2 separate regions of the Mus musculus genome follow, and region 1 is linked to region 2. Evidence: chromatin contacts called from public HiChIP or PLAC-seq data. All regions are on one chromosome and are shown on one strand. The core of a region is the stretch at or near the end of the contact, and the rest is flanking DNA. Distances in the headings are between cores, read along the strand shown.

Evidence for each region. HiChIP or PLAC-seq counts read pairs in DNA pulled down with a chosen protein or histone mark.
Region 1: a RAD21 HiChIP or PLAC-seq map of pro-B cells shows a contact between it and region 2, with 4 times the contacts expected there. The contact joins two enhancer-like sites. A contact is called at or near these places in 1 of 15 datasets of contacts at CTCF or cohesin (pro-B cells), 3 of 484 Hi-C or Micro-C datasets (the G1E-ER4 cell line, large pre-B cells and nephron progenitors) and 3 of 115 datasets of contacts at active chromatin or transcription factors (T-cell acute lymphoblastic leukemia, bone marrow-derived dendritic cells and large pre-B cells).

What each region holds. Positions count from the first base shown.
Region 1 is chr16:93,137,917-93,141,181 of GRCm38.p6, reverse strand. No RefSeq gene overlaps it. Among named protein-coding and RNA genes, the nearest start is that of Gm30474, 7.5 kb to the right of the region's middle. Within about 2 kb of position 1,396, at least 19 of the 459 cell types and tissues checked have an H3K27ac peak or open chromatin away from gene starts, as enhancers often do. A contact at or near this core is called in T-cell acute lymphoblastic leukemia and pro-B cells, where this site is marked.
Region 2 is chr16:92,926,485-92,929,873 of GRCm38.p6, reverse strand. No RefSeq gene overlaps it. Among named protein-coding and RNA genes, the nearest start is that of Gm41499, 29 kb to the left of the region's middle. Within about 2 kb of position 1,548, at least 64 of the 459 cell types and tissues checked have an H3K27ac peak or open chromatin away from gene starts, as enhancers often do. A contact at or near this core is called in T-cell acute lymphoblastic leukemia and pro-B cells, where this site is marked.

The sequences.
Region 1 (3,265 bases), core at 147-2,646, 210 kb before region 2:
TGGAAACATTTTATCTTGATTGAGGGCAACTGGAAAACTTCGTAGTTCAAATAAGATAAAATGCAATACAATAAAACGTGGTGAACAGGACAGCAAGTGCTATTCAGAGGATGGCCTCCTGGATGGCTCTAGATCCTAACCAGAGGATGAACTGGCACACCTAGTAATAAGGGAATGGATTAAGGTTTTGTGGTACAAGAGATGCTGAGGGAATAAAGAAACTAGTCAGTGGCTTATCATATCTCATTAGGAAAAAAAAACACATGTAAGCTAGGAACCCTAGTGACTGCCCATTCTGACTAACCGGCTTTGTACATCGCTAGATAAACGCTCTTTGCAGGGAGTGCAGCATCCTGTCAGCGTAGCTAACACCGGGTCGATGCTACCCCTTCTAGGCAGTTGACGGTCTGTCTTCTCAACACTGAGCCAGCACTGAGCGGCTGCAGTTGCTTGTAGCAATTAGTCCCTGTTGAGTGCAAAGACTCTAGTGTTGACTGAACCAATTAAAAGATCAATTAGTGCGACGCGAGTGCTCAGAGAGGTCGTTTGCTATGACAGGGAGTCGCATCTCCATCCGTGTAGAGAGCCTCAAGAAAAATCATCATTTAGGAGGATGGGGTTGTTGTTGTTCCCAACCCTTAGGTCTTTAAAATGTCTGGACACTGGTAATTACGTTGTGGAACCCATTAGTCGGTGGGCTAGTGTGACAAAGGGCCTGTCTTTGACTAAAGTGTATTTTAGTTTTGATTGTGTATACGTGTCTATGGGTGGGTCCGTACACACAAAGGTAGGTGCTCACAGAGGTGGGGGTAGGGGCCATCCCATACTTATGGAAATGGACTTACGTGTGGCTTTGGAACCAAATTTATATCTTCCCGAGGAGCAGTAATCACATAACCACTGGGTGGTCTCTCCAGTCCCAACAAAGGGGCTTCCTGACAATAAGACTCTCATTTATAATCAGTAAACAATAATAATTAGGGGAAAATAATAAAATATCATTAGAGTTTGGATATGTAGTGTTTTGCTTTTTTCTCTGTGCACCCAGAACATTCTTTTTCCCTGTGCCATATTACTTTGGGGTTCTTATTTTTATATTAAAAGAAAAGGAAATAAGAATCTGTTGTTCTAGGTTTCTTCCCCATGTAGGACCTCAGCCTATGTTACCCCATCACCACCACTCCCAGAATTCCAGCTTGCTAAAATGATGACTTTGCTACGATCGTCTCATTAGGTAAAAACATGAGAATTGATTTCACTTGAGTCTTCCAGGAAGGCAGGAGAATCTGAGGCTCGTTGAAAAGCAGCATTCACACTGCTGGGCAAGTTGTGTGTGAGACTCTGGTGGCAAGCCCTTCTTGAGGATGTCAGTTGAGTCAGATGTACTAGAGATGACCCAGGAGACCTTGTTTTCCCAAAGGCCTTTCACACTGAAGACTTCTATAGCTGCTTCTCAGAGGTCCCAGGTGGCCCAAGAACCAAGCGGGGGGGGGGGGGGGGAGGAGAAGTCAAAAGGAAGGACCAGCTGTAACTGATGTCTCAATTTTCTTTCCTCCTTTGCTAGATATTGAACGGGATCCTTATGCGTGCCAGGCAAATTTTCTACCACTAAATCACACCTCGAGTAGTCATTTCCTGCCCCTCAGAATCTGCCCTTAATTGGAAAATTGAGACCTCCCTCCCCTCCTCTTCCCCTCTCCCCTCTCCCTTTTCTTCTCCCTCCCTCCCCGCCCCTCTCCAGTCAAGGTGGGGACAGAGTTTAAAATGATGCTTTTAAACTATAAGGAGCACTGGGCTAAGAGAGGCCCAGGGCAGATTCTTCCTGGCAACCTTGAACAAATCCCACTGACACCTTGGCCTGGAGAGTCCTGGCACCACACAGTTCCACTCCAGTAAATAAGCCCAGGGACAGAATTTTCTCTGTATATTTTCCTGCCTAGCAATGCAGAATGGTACACCACCACGATCTGTTTACCGTAAGAACACTTCAGTGGTTGGAAAGCTCACCTCTTAAACTAATATAAAAGCATCATTATACAAAACAGGAGAACCCAGAAGTGTATCCATACAGCCCTCCCTGTTAAGGAATAGTTTCTTTTCAACAGTCATGATTGACAACTCCACTTGTTTACACGCAGGAGTTCCCACCCACTAGCTCTCACCACTTATAAAACCGAGTATTTTTTGAAGGCCTCTGAAGATGTCTAATAAAACTGCTAAAAAGACCTGTTTGATCTCTGGGCAGCTCTGAGGACAGATAGGGCCCCGTTCCTTCTGGAAAACGCTTTGTTCTTTCAACTCCACTTAAGGAGGCAATAGAGCGGCATCTAATACAGGAGGCTTTCTGACTCTGTAGAACAAAGTCAGGCCAGGTTCTTATCATGAGAAACTGCACCCAAGGATAATCTTCTAGAAGACATAAATAATTCTCCATAATGCACTTGGCTATACTTTGATCTTGTGTGCATTTTCCTTAATAGATGGATATTATCAACCCAGTTTGTGCTTGCATAGGGGTTAGTTTGATGGCACGATGGCGGTGACATTAGAGCCTGAAGATTATGTTTTGGATATAAGCTACTGAAAGGACCAACATAACTTTACAAGTTCCTGAAACATGTGAAATTAGATCCCAGTGCTCCGCACCCCGATTTCAGTATCACTGCCAAGGATTTGGTGTCCTGCACTTAATTTTCTCCCACTTCATTAACTGTCCTCAGACTTTAGAAGAGCCTTTGAAATCTCCGACTTCTATGGTAATATCCAGGTGAGCCACTTTCGGCTTCCTATGCTATAGACTCCACCCCTCTCCCTGTCTCTCCCTTCTTCCCTCTGTGTGTTATACTAGGGGCAGGGGGACGGGGAGGCAGAGGTTAGAACAAGGGAAGTGCAGTGCTGGGATTGAGAGCTAAGATGTCTTGATGCTAGTGTAATCACTAGAGAACTGCGCACAAGAGAAGGTTACAATCAGATTTCAGATTGTGGTGAGGCCATATTGGAAGCCACTAAGCATGCAGTTATGACCTTCACGTGGGATGTGTAGTTGGGGTCAGACTGACCTGTTTAAGGGGCTGCTGAAGTAATAAATCGAGCTAGCCCTGTGTGTCAGGGGGCTAGGGAGACAGGCCTAATAAGATGTGATGAGCTTAAGGCCCACCTGTTAGTCATTGTGCTGATAAAAGCAGGCTGCACAATGTCCTGAGGAAGGCTTTTAAAACACAGTGGCTACTCCAGCTTTTCGAGCCAGAAAAAGAAAACCAGGTGT
Region 2 (3,389 bases), core at 299-2,798:
AGATGCCCTTGGACAAAATGTGACATCTCTGTGACACTATGGGTGCCCATCTATGGATACAGGGAAACTCTGAAGGAGGAGGATGTTGTGAAGCAAGGTGTCTGCAGATTTCTGAGACCCCTTCAGCATGTCTGCTGCATTGTCTCAGAAGCCTGCTCCTTCCCTCCTCACCTACAGCTGACGGGTGGACACAGGCTCTAGATCCTTGCTGACACTCTAGAGCAGTATCACAATGGCAGAAATCCTAACTAAGATTCCTTGGTGTGTACCATATACGGCTGTGGAGCTTCTAGTAGGAAGCAAATACCCAGACACTAAGTGCTTGAATCTGCCTAGAGTAACCACCTTCAGCCCAGGAAACTAATCAAGGCTGGAACACATGTGAACTGGCAAGCCCTAGGTTTGAAGGATAAGTGGGAAAGAGTGTCATCCTAGAGTCTGTTGGGGGAAGAATGGATAAAAGAAAGAGTGAGTGAAAGGCAGGTCTGGACCAGATGACCTGGTTTCCTGAGGAACCAGTGAGGTAGGGGGAGGACCAATCATTGTTTGAGTTATTGATGCAAATGGGACACCCAATGCAGTGGTGTTTGGAGGGTGGGAAGGAAGGTGCATTTGGAGTCTCCCTGTGCAAGACAAGAGATAGTGTATTCACTGGGGAGATAACTCTCTTTGTAGAGAGAAGGCTTGAGTCTCAGTGTCCTTACAGAGAGGTAAGGCTTCTCTTACCCAAGAGAGTCATCCCTTCATGTGCAGCAGACATAGCTCCCAGCAGCTAGAAACACCTGCATCCTTTGGTTCCTCCAAATCTCTGTTCATTCCAAGGCCAGGCTACAGAACGAGCTTCCTAATGAAAGAGGAGGAGGATGGAGTTCATGGACACTCTGGTTGGATCTTCACCTTCGATTCTGTGTGGCAACCTGGCTTCAGGGTGGCATTCCATGGTGCCCACTTGTGCCGTGGCTTGATGCTGCACGAACCAGCTAGAAAAACCTGGCAAGCATGGGTCTCAAGTGGTGAATAATTTCGAGATCTGACATCTCTGAGCACGGGTTCTCCCTTTAGCCTTCTGAGGCCCGCACTGCTTGAGGAACATCACAGCAGAGAGGCAGAGGTTGAGAGGAGTGTGGGAAGGAAGACGCCCTCCTCTGACTATCTGACTATACTTCTCATACCACCCCAAGATGGACCCTGCACACCCCAGGCTGCAGCAAGCCATCAACATGACAGGGATTCAGGGGCCTGACTTGGTCTTCCCACGTGTGCTCAAGCTGTTTCCCCTGCCTGGGGAGTGAGGAGGGGGGGTGCGGGGGGGGGGGGGGACTGGAGACTTTCACACCTCCTTCCTCTGTCGCTCCGATACCTTCCACATGTGGGACACAAGGGAGGCCAAAACCTTTTCCTTCTTTGACTGGGCTGATTGATTTCACATGCCCACTCCATGTGTGTCTGGGCTGCCGGAGGATCTGACACGCCCATCACCCATCTGCTCACGCTTAGAGAGGGCAGAGACCTGGAAGCCACACATGGCAGAGGTCTGCCTCTCCACTCCCTGGCAGGAAATACCCTATACTGCAAGCTTTCTTCTAGTTGAGCATATAACCGTGAAGTGGGGCCTCTGCCTAAAGAGCTTCATATAATGCTGGGCAGGTTGTGTAAGCCCATTAAGCCTCACTTTCCTTAGCTGTGCAATGGGGCTAATGCCAAGATGTGTATACAAATGGATCGGGATGATTCTGGTAACTGCCTCAGGCATCAGGCTTCACACTGGCTAGCCATCCGTTTCTCCACAGAGAATTCTGTCTGCCATTGTATTCTTCTCCCACATCTGCTCCTAGATATGCACCCACTGAATTCCTTACTGCACACCTAGAGAGGAAGACAGACAAGGAGAGGGGGCCACAGGGTCCCTGTGTTCATTTGTCTGAGACCAACCTGCACGGTTTCCAGTAGCTCTCCCTCCACCACCACCACCACACTGCTTCCTGTCAGATGTCTGCTGCATGTTGCCTTCCCCCACCACCCAGGCAGCCCCATCCTGAGTTGATTTAGGGAAGGTCTTTCATGTGGCCCCCTGGATCTCTAAACCCTTCCTGGAGCAGATTTATTCATCTCTGTTCCCGTGCCTCTTTTAACTTGGTGCTTGATTTTGATTTGTTTCCTGGATTTCCCAGCTGAGCCCAGAGATGGGGATGAAAACTTCCATTGGTGGCAGCCACGAATGTCATAAAGGAGTCAGCCGCAGCATGTTTATGGAGGACAGCTGGTCCCCAAAGCAGGGAGAATGGGGTGCAGAGTGGAACATTCACCTGGCACGGAGTTGTACTACTGTATGTGTAGCGCTCTCTCTCTCTCTCTCTCTCTCTCTCTCTCTCTCTCTCTCCCTCTCCCTTTCCTTTTGCTGATTATTAGAAGGACTCATAGCCCTGATAATTTGGAAGACTGCCTATTATTGTGATGCATTACTCCACTTGCTTATTTGCCGTAATAGATGAAGTATCTATCAAACTAATCATAAACGTGGCAATAAGCAAGTGAACCTTGCCTTTCCCTTCCCTGGCCGCTCACTATGTCAATTTTTTGACAGGGCCGTTGTTTTTAATCTCAACTTCTAGTTATTGGCCCAGAAGTGACATTGCACATTTTTCAAGTTAACTGCACAGAAGGAATTAGTAAGGCCTATATAAACCACTGTGTGCTGCACACAGTAGCCCATCTACCTATAACAGTTGGGAAGCACTGATGAGATAGAAAACAGCTTCCAGAAGGGTCTCTGTGGTTCAGAGCTTCACAACCCCGCCCCACATCCACAAGTGTATGCGAGTGACGGTCTAGACAGTATGACTTTGCAAACCGTGTGGTCTCTGGCAAGTATTCTACTCTGATCTCACAATCCGAAAGCAATTTACTTGTGGCACTTGATGAGTGACCATGACTATGTACAAAAAAAAAATTATTTGTGGACACAGATAGTGGGAACCAGCATTCATCTATGGCCCATAGTCTGCTGACTGTTTTCTTAGAATAAAAGTTTGTTATGCAGGACGAGGACGGTAGCCCCGCTGACAGAATACTTGCCTAACATGAACAGAGCACTTAGCCCTGGGAGACAGGGCTGTCTGTCACATTGGTGCTTGGAAAGTAAAGGCACGAATCTCATCCTTGGAGACATAGTTTGAGGTCAGCACTGGCTCAATGAGACCCTATCAAAAACAAAAGCTTAGGAGGGCTCAGAATCGGGACTACCCAGCAGGAAGTGATGCTCACCCTTTAGTGTTTTAGCTTTGGGCATCCTGTGTGAAAACTTAGCTCCTTAAAATCACAAGGGTTCAAGTCTCCTGTCCAGAGCCTTTGCCATAGCAGCAAACTCCCACTGCAGGGAGAACACTGGC